Regions from separate parts of the Mus musculus genome. Here region 1 is linked to region 2. The links are chromatin contacts, called in public HiChIP or PLAC-seq maps. All regions are on one chromosome and are shown on one strand. The core of a region is the stretch at or near the end of the contact, and the rest is flanking DNA. Distances in the headings are between cores, read along the strand shown.

Region 1 (4,326 bases), core at 193-2,692, 230 kb before region 2:
ACCGTAACTTCTGCAATGTGCAGTGGCTTTGCACTTGTAAACTGACTAACATAGAGTTTGTGTGTGGAGCTCAGAGACCTTGGTCAGTATCTGTTCCATTCATCAGTAAACAATCTATAAATGCTTGAAATTTTGAATTTAACTGATAAGGAGAAAAGAGATAAGGAGAAGGATTAGCTGTAGGGAACATTCCAGAATGGTCTGGAAGCCATTCAAAATAAGAGAATAAAAATCAAAGCTGTCCCAATTTTAAAAAAACTTCAAAACAAGTTACTCCCTCCAATTTTCTACTTATAGTTGTCAGAGCTTTGGTTTCTTACCCCCTCTCTAAATGGCAGAGCTTTGAAATGTTCTGAGGCGCCAAGAAGAATTTTTGAGACCCGGACACTCCAGTCTTGAGTCTCAAGGACCATGGCAGAGGTAGCAGGGGAGCCCTTTTGCTTATGGCTGAAGAGAAACCTCAGTCAGCAAAGTACTTATCTTGCAGGCCTTGTTTACCTTGTTTAAAAGTCAGGCATGGTAGCTCAGACTTACAACCCCAGCACTGTGGAGGCTGAGACAGGCAGATCCCAGGAACTTGTCAGCCAGATAGCCTAGCCTATTTGGGGAACACTGGGCTAATGAAATCCTGTGTCAAGAACCACTCACATCTACACGCACACACACACACACACACACACACACACACACACACACACACACACACACACACTTTCTTTCCCTCGCTGCAATGTCAGCTCCTAGCTCCAGATTTTGACCTCTGAGTTGAAAACCCCAAACCAAACCCATGCTAGGATGAGCTTACCTGGGCTACACCCCGTCACAGGACAGTCCGTGTGCCCTTAGAGATTCGTGGAAAAGTTGTCAGCTACACACTGAACCCAGATAATGCTACTTCTCAACACTGAGAGGAAACAGAATGGCTGGCTCTGAGCCCAGGCTCACTCTCGCCATAGTCGAAGCGTTTGACAGCAGTGGAGCTATTACTGTCTGCCTCCAGACAAGCAGTTAAGAATAACTTTGCAGAGGCTGTGCTCTACAGGCCTAGTCATCCTGAAATAGCTGAGACATGACGGCCTGTTACCTTGATGCCTGTCTTTCGGGGAGGCATGCCGAGTGGGCCAGGAAAATAACATTATTTTTATTTTTATTATTTTTTTGGTTTCTCTAGAATGATTCCAGGAGACCCTGAATCTGGCTTTGAGGTCAGAGTCCAACTGTTCGTTCATAAGCACCCCTGCCCCCCATGGCATTTTGGTGGTTCCTGCTAAATTGGACAGTTCCTGATGTAGGGGCTGTTTTAAATCAGTGTTTGAGAGCAATTGGCCTCCTAAAAAATGCCAAATAAATTCAAGTGGGGTGGAGAAAGGTGTTCCAGTAAAATAGCCTTTTACACAGCATTTGCAGGGCCTTGCCATGGGATATTTGAAGCATTTCTCATATGTAGGCTCTGCAGTCGACTAAATTATTGTCTCAAACATTCTCTTGTACCTCTCTGTGGGAGACTTACATCCCTCTACCATGTTGACATGAAGTTTAGCCCTGTAAATTCCTTTGGCCAAGATAATGTAAACAGAAGGGATAAATGTTATTTTTTGAGAAAAAGCCTTAAGAGCTATTCCACAGATCACCACCAGCCACCCTTTTCTTGCTGCCCTGCTCTCAGGAATGTTCCAGATAAGAGCCTCTCCTTCATTTTAGCCCCAGCAGGAAGAGCCAAAATTGACCAGTAGTGGCGGGGCTGGATCATTGTGAAATGAGACGTAAGTGTTCGCTGCTGTAAGCCACTGAGTTGTTGGGGTTTGGTTTTTTTTTTTTTTTTTTTTTGTAGATCAGCTTAGCCTAACTTGCCCAGTGCCATTTCCATTTTGAAAACAAGCAGATCAAGGCACCCTAAGATTGTGCAACGTGTTCAAGGTTATGCAAACAGGAAGTGAGACAAAAAACAAAACAAAACACAAAACAGGGTTCAAATCCAGACCACGCTCCTAACTGCTTCAGCTATTATTTCTTCTCAAAACCCTTTAGCTGGCACTGCCTCTCTGTGTGCTTCATTTTCCCTGGAGGCCTTTAAGAACACCCCACAACTTCTTTGATCTTCAGTAGGTACAGCTGACCAGGTAGGCACTCTCTGTATTAAAAGCATACCTGGCTATTGAAGGAGCCAGACTCATTGGTATGCAAAGCCGGAAACAACTTTGTTTTCCCGTGCTGCGGGTCTTGCAGGAATTAATGAACTATTCATCGTTGGAGAATTAAGAACTGAGATTAAATCTCATTTCAAAACCCTAGTCTCTGAAGCACTAGGCAGCTGCTCTCCTGCCCCAGGTTTGCAAGTCTGCAGCAGAGAAGGGAGTCCTGGTTGACTTCCTTTTCTGCTGTTTCTGTGTGGTAATCTTCCATGTTTCCTCCACTCACCTGACAGCCTCAGGCTCCTGCAGAAGCCAGGTTGGGGTGGGATGAGGGAACAAAAGGCAGGAGATGTCTTCCTTCCTTCCTTCCTTCCTTCCTTCCTTCCTTCCTTCCTTCCTCCCTCCCTCCCTCCCTCCCTCCCTCCCTCCCTCCCTCCCTCCCTCCCTCCCTCCCTCCCTCTTTCTTTCTTTCTTTCTTTCTTTCTTTCTTTCTTTCTTTCTTTCTTTCTTTCTTTCTTTCTTGATTCCTCAGGAGACTCTCCCATTGGGCACCACTTTCTGGCCCAGGCTTTCTGACTGGCCACTTACAGCATTCCTAGCTTCTTTCTGTCTATACTCCATCCTCAGGCATCCTCATCTATCTGCTTCTTGGTACCATTAATTGGTTTGGTTTTATAGACGTGGCTTTATAGACTGTATATTCTCTGGAAAGGGTGAATGTCTTGTTTCACATTGCAGAATTCTTTTTGGATTCATCATGGCATCCATGGGCACCACTTAAAATGGGCAAATTCCATGATTGCACAGAGCCCGTGGGAAAGTCCACTCACCTGTGACTGGTCACAATGCAAGTGCAGCCTGTCCCCAGGCAGCTGCCCTGAGTGGCTTTGCTTTTGTTTTTCAGATGTGTCAGAAGCCAAGGGAAAGCTACTCTGGGTTGTTCACAGGGTTTCTAAGCAGTAGAAAGCCTTTTACTTGGTTTGGAGACAAGTACGACATAGAGCTCCCTCACCCCTTACATCATCTCCTATTATTTTGAGTGAAATCCTCTTTTCTCCCAGTTCCCCCTGCACAGCCTGCAGTGATGACTTCCTTGGCTCTATTTTTAGTGAGCATGCATAGATGACTTGGTACTTCCCTCTAGAGTACATGAACATCTGACATCACATCATGTGTTCTTAGCTTGGAGGCCCCTGTTGAGACAGCTACAACTGGGAAGACCTAATTGCTAGCATCTACTGTGGTGAGTTAGAAACTAGAGAAGGCTTTTGCTTAGACCCATCTCAATGCCTCAAGGGGCATTTGTAACTCAAGTGCCCCTACTGCCCTGGCTTGTGACTTTACACTGTTATTTAATGGGCAGATCACAATAGCTCAGAATCCAGGCTCCTTTGCTGTGGGCTTTACCAACTTTTCCTTCACAAAGGTCATAGGACTTGAGAAGAAATGTTCCCTAGAGCTACAATTCATTCATTTTGGATCACTTTTTTTTTTTTCTAGGTGGGAGACTGGGTCTCTATGTAGTCCTAGAAGTCCCTGGGACTTATGCAGACCAAGCTGTCCTGAAAAATCACAGAGATCCACCTACCTCTGCCTCCTAAGTGCTGGGATTAAAGGTGTAAATCATGCTTGGCTGTTCCTCATCTCTTTAAAGACCCTGGCAAAATCTAGTGACTGAATTGCAGGTCTCTCTTTACGGCTTGAATGCCAACCTCTTCCTCATGAGCAGAATGGAGGCACACTTGGATAGACTACCAAAAATTTGAAGTAACTGAAAGACAATGTGGAGACCCTTCTAGATAAAATAGAGAATGCCCAGTTAAGTTTAAACTCCAGCTAAGGAACATGTTTAATATAACTACGTCTGTACAGCATTTGGAACCAAGAGGAATTTAGGATATACCTATGCTATCGTGTTCTTGTTGTTTATTTGAAATTCAAATCTAAGTGGGGGCACAGTACCTTTCTCCCAGCAGCCCTGCATCTTTATTGTGTTGTTCTGTGGCCTTTAGTGTGTTCCTTGTTAAAACTCAACCCAGCTACCTCAAAGGGAGGTATTGTGGGAAATCTCCCCAGAACTGGCGTTATGAACAGCTATAAGCTACCATGTGAATGCTGGGAACCAAACCTGGGATGTCTGTAAGAGCAACAAATGACCCTAACCACTGAGCCATCTCTTTAGTTCCTCAGCTAG
Region 2 (4,594 bases), core at 1,062-3,561:
GTGGGTTCAAAGTATCTGATCACGTTCAGGAAAAGCTACTGAATCAGGTCGGATGTGTTCCACCCAACAAAGCAGGCAACACTGTCTTTAAAACTAGATCCCATCAGGCCAGCTGTGGAGGTGCATGTTTTTAATCCCTGCTGAAAGCAATTCAAAAAAGCATTTGGGTATAAGAGGTAGGCAGATGTCTGTGAATTTAAGGTCAGCCTGGTATACACAAGTGAGTTTCAGGTCAGCTAGGAGATACACAGTGAGACTGTCTCAAAAACCAAACAAAGCAAAAAACAAAAAACAATTAACACCCAGAAAAAAAAAAACAAACAAACAAAAAACCTAGATACCACAAAATGTCAATGAGGTTCGATTTTTTAAATGTATGCAAGATAGAAGACTGACACAATTCTGTGTGTACCCATGTACCTCTAAAAAATATTCCCTCCAATCTGTAAATATACCCTGTATTTAACAAACTGTAAGATGCCATCAGTTGTAAAGATGCACCACTACTTTGTGTATTGACAAGAAAGAAATATCAGGGCTTATTATGATAGTAATCTGTTAACTTTAATTGCTAAACTTCGAGTGTGAAGTGGAGCTCAAGGCCAGCCTCGGCTACCTACTGAGTCGGAGGCCAGCCTGGGGCACAGGCTGAGATTGTCTCAGAAATGACAGAGCAGATGAGACAGCTTCCTGCTTTGCTTGACAACCTGAGTCCCTGGGACTCACAGGGTAGGAGAGGACAGACCCCTTCCAGGTGCCCTTTGACCACCATATGTACCATAGCAAGCCTGCACGTGTACGCTCTCATCCACAGCCACAAATTAAATAACAAATGTTTTAAATAATAACTGATATATGGAAATAAAATGTGAACCACATGTACATCTCCAAATTGAGGATATATCCTTATAGGTAATATTCGTTGCTGCTCATTTGGACCAAAGGCTCAAACACCAGGCTACACACACACACATACACACACACACACACACACACACACACACACACGTTTACGTAGCGCACAGTTCAGCCCCTCGGTGGGAATGAGTCTCTTTAAACATACAGATTCTATGTGCTTGTAAGAGCTTGTAACAATCACAGTGGAGGGTTGCCCACGAAGCTCTCATTGCGTTGTGTTCTTTCATTTCTGACCTGACACTGCAGCTCAGACATACACAGCCAGTTTTACAAATAAGGAGATGTCATATGCCAGAACCTGGCTGGACTTCAGGTCTCTATTCCGTCTTACACCTTACCAAGCAAACTCCCCCATCAAGGCTTAAGAACCCTATTTAAAATGTGTTTCACCTTGGAAAGCTGTACTGTACAACTGGGTTCCAAAGACTCGACAGGCATTACAGGAGCATAGCTCTGCTCTGGGAACCGGGCCTTACCAGGCAAGGAAAGCAAAGTGGACCGCCATTCAGAAAAGGCCTTCAGGTGAGTTGGCCTGCTTTTAGACCTCCTGTTGCCAAAAGCCACCCCTCCTCTCGACAGGAGGCTTAACTCACTTCATACCACATCCTGCTGCTTTCATCTCGCCTTCCTTTTCCCTCTGAACAGCCTCCTTCCTCCTACTGTCCTGAACTTCTTGCATATTTACTACTACCACCCTAGGATGGGCCATCATGCCAGTCCTACCATGCACACACGTGTATACATTCACACACTCATACTCGCGTGTCTCCGGCGTGTAAACACTGTGCTGGGCGCGCAATTCCCAGCCCGCAGCCGCGTCTGAGAGTCACTAACTTTGGGCAGCCTGAGGCTCGGTGGAGGATAACGCCCCGGTCCTGATGCCAAACAACTCCTGTTGTCCACGTTCCTCCAGAGAGTTCAGAGCCAGAGACAGGCAGGTTCCTTCACTCCAGAGCACACGGTGGCTTGTAACCCAGCAGGAGGCTGCACACACACACACACACACTTGGCCGCATAGCTACTTCAATCTTGATGAACAGTCCTGGGACGCCCCTTCTGCCTCTGGGTTTGTCCCATGGGTTTGTGGGCCCCGGTCCCCTAGGTGGACCTTAACTATAGAACTAGAAGGTCGCCAACTGTCCAGCCTACCGGCTGCAGTTGGAGCACACTACTCCAGAATGGTCCCAACCTGCTCTGGCTGTGCTTCGAGCTCTTATACGCGTCCTCAGCACCCCCTGGCTGTCCAGCTACACACCTGCAGTCCCCGCTGGGCGCCGGGCGCCGAGCCCCTCTCCTGCGGCGACTCTCAGCAGTTGGGGTGAGGCCCCCGACCACCGCTCAGCGGCTGGAACCGGGCAGCAAGTCCCAGCATCTGCCGGGTCTCTACAACCCTAGGGGAGGCGGGGCCTTTGGGGCGGGGCTTTGGGGGCGGGGTATGACCAGGGCTAGCCGCCCAGCCGGGCTCTCTCGCCCTCTGGTGGCTCGATTGTGTCAAGCCGGTACATCCAGCCCTAGAGTTTAGGACTCAAAGCAGTTGCCCTGCGCTAGGACCCCATCCGCTTCGGCTTGTGTACCAGTACTGAGTAACACAGCTCCCCAAAAGTAAGGTGAGGTTCCGTGGGGCGGAAGAGCGTTTTGTCTGTGCAGGAGGGGTGGGTGGGGGCTTCGGGGAAGGAGGAGAAAGAGGAAGCTCCGATGAGCTGCTTCCTTCTCGCAATGCGACCCAGCGCCCCACTTCCTCCTACTACTTCTATTTTTCGGGTGCTCTTAACCCTTAAAAGGCCTGCACCCCTGATGTGCTGAGGAGTAAGCACCCTGATTCCTCTATTCCGTCTACAGGAATCTTCCTAGAAACTTCCAACCAATCCAAACTTCCAGCACTGCTTCTGCAACCTCTGATCTCACAACCCACCACCTCTACACGGTACCAGAATCTCTCATCACTTCAGCTGGGTTCCACCTTCCCAGTAGTAGATCTAGAACCGACCACAAGGTCATACGTTATTGTTGCTCAAAAGCCACAACCCTACCTGAAAGCTAATGTAAAAACCCAATGGTTTTTCTTTTCCTGACTCCCTAAATACCAAGAAAAAGCAACTTCCCTAAATAGACAGAAACAGAAAGTACCCTTTGGGCGGGCGCAGAAGTTGGAACTAGGTGGGAAGGGGCTCAATGCCCACCATAGGTCTAGCCACAGTGATCTCCATCCCAACTACCTGTTTACAGGTGAGGAGCCCGGCCGTGGGCAATGTGGTCCATACAACTCTCTCCCCAGTCTCTACTTTATTCACAAACATGTTGACATTTGGAGGAGAGGGATGGAGGAAGCAGGCTTCACTGTAAAGAAGCAGACAAGATTGGCAGTAGGTGCCTGAAGGAGAAGATAGAGAAGAGCGCATTTCACAGTCCAGGAATGTGCTAGAGAAGTTGTGGAATGTTTGACTTCTTCTGCATTCTTGCTATTCCCAAAACTGAAGGCAGAATAAAGCTAAAACCCCGGGAAGCTCAGGACCTCAGAAACCCAGCGATGCTGCCCTCCAATGGCACACCCTCTTTCTTACTAGCAGCTGTGGCGCAGATGTTGAGTTTGAAATTTTCCTCCCTTCAACACTGGGGTGTGTTGTTGTCCCTGCAGGGCCAACCACCAGACCTCAAGAGCACCTGGCATCTTCTGGACAGAAATTAAAGTGACAGCCACTAGAAGCAGTGTCCCCAGTGCAGCTGGAAAGACCCATGGGTGCCTCTGTCACTCGGTGGTGCCACCTGGTTACATTCCCACCACTGTACAGCTCTGTTGTTTCCTCTTACAAACAAGGCTATTTGTAATCCCCCTGCTTCCCTTCGTTGTCTGATGTTTTCAGAGAGCAGCCTGCCCTGTTTTGACTTCCTCATCTTACATTTAGTCCACTATGTTCTAGAAAAAGGTCACCAGGAAAGCCCTAAAGGCCAGATCCAGCATGTGGCTTACTGTTGCTACCTTTCTGAGGAAACTCCCCTGGTCCCTGGAGACCCTTCACTTCAGACCTCTGTTTCTGGCTTCTTTTTCTTCATCTTCTCTTTAGCATTGGAAGCCTTGCATGTTTGCATGAGTTGGCTTCTCTTTTCCCAGAGCACTTTGGTCCATCTGTCCATCCCATTCAAAATGGTAGCCTGGACTTCTCTCTTGAGTGGAAAACCTGTGGTTCTGGTGCTTCTGCACCTCTGTACCTCAGTCGTCAGTGCCGAGACGCCCTGGGATCTCATTCCCTCCCCACAGGCTCCAGCTCCTGACAGCACCATGCAGAGGACGACGCTTCCAACACAGGAAGCCTAGTCAGCCAGCTCACATCCAAACTCTTAGCATGCTTTCCTAAAAGCCAAACTATCTGCTCATGGTAAACCGTACCTCAGCACATAGGACACGAGGCAGTCTGCCCTGAGTTTTTCATCCCTCCTTGCCCTTCCACAGTCTGATTTCTGTTTATATTGCCTCCCCTCAGTTATTCAGTCTGTACTCATAGCCAGACAACAGGTCATATCAGTTGCCATTCATTCCTGGGAAAAGACTGAGCCCAGAGGAGCTGGGAAGCAGAAGGTGACCCAGAGGGATAGTCAAGAGAATCTGACAAAATGGCAACAGCCGGAATCCTCTAGCCTATACTTCCAAAAGAAGGAGGAGGAGGAGGAGGAGGAGGAG

What was found. HiChIP or PLAC-seq counts read pairs in DNA pulled down with a chosen protein or histone mark.
Region 1: an H3K27ac HiChIP or PLAC-seq map of microglia shows a contact between it and region 2, with 4 times the contacts expected there. The contact joins the enhancer-like site here to the promoter of Pik3r5 in region 2. A contact is called at or near these places in 1 of 484 Hi-C or Micro-C datasets (embryonic retina) and 1 of 115 datasets of contacts at active chromatin or transcription factors (microglia).

The regions. Positions count from the first base shown.
Region 1 is chr11:68,654,642-68,658,967 of GRCm38.p6, reverse strand. No RefSeq gene overlaps it. Among named protein-coding and RNA genes, the nearest start is that of Myh10, 35 kb to the left of the region's middle. Within about 2 kb of position 1,442, at least 62 of the 459 cell types and tissues checked have an H3K27ac peak or open chromatin away from gene starts, as enhancers often do. A contact at or near this core is called in microglia, where this site is marked.
Region 2 is chr11:68,429,842-68,434,435 of GRCm38.p6, reverse strand. Pik3r5 (phosphoinositide-3-kinase regulatory subunit 5) reads right to left here and starts at 2,311. Exons shown (of 19, transcript NM_177320.2): 1 at 2,174-2,311. It overlaps Gm32046 (a long non-coding RNA gene), which reads left to right and starts at 2,351. Exons shown (of 2, transcript XR_388771.3): 1 at 2,351-2,525; 2 at 2,758-3,748.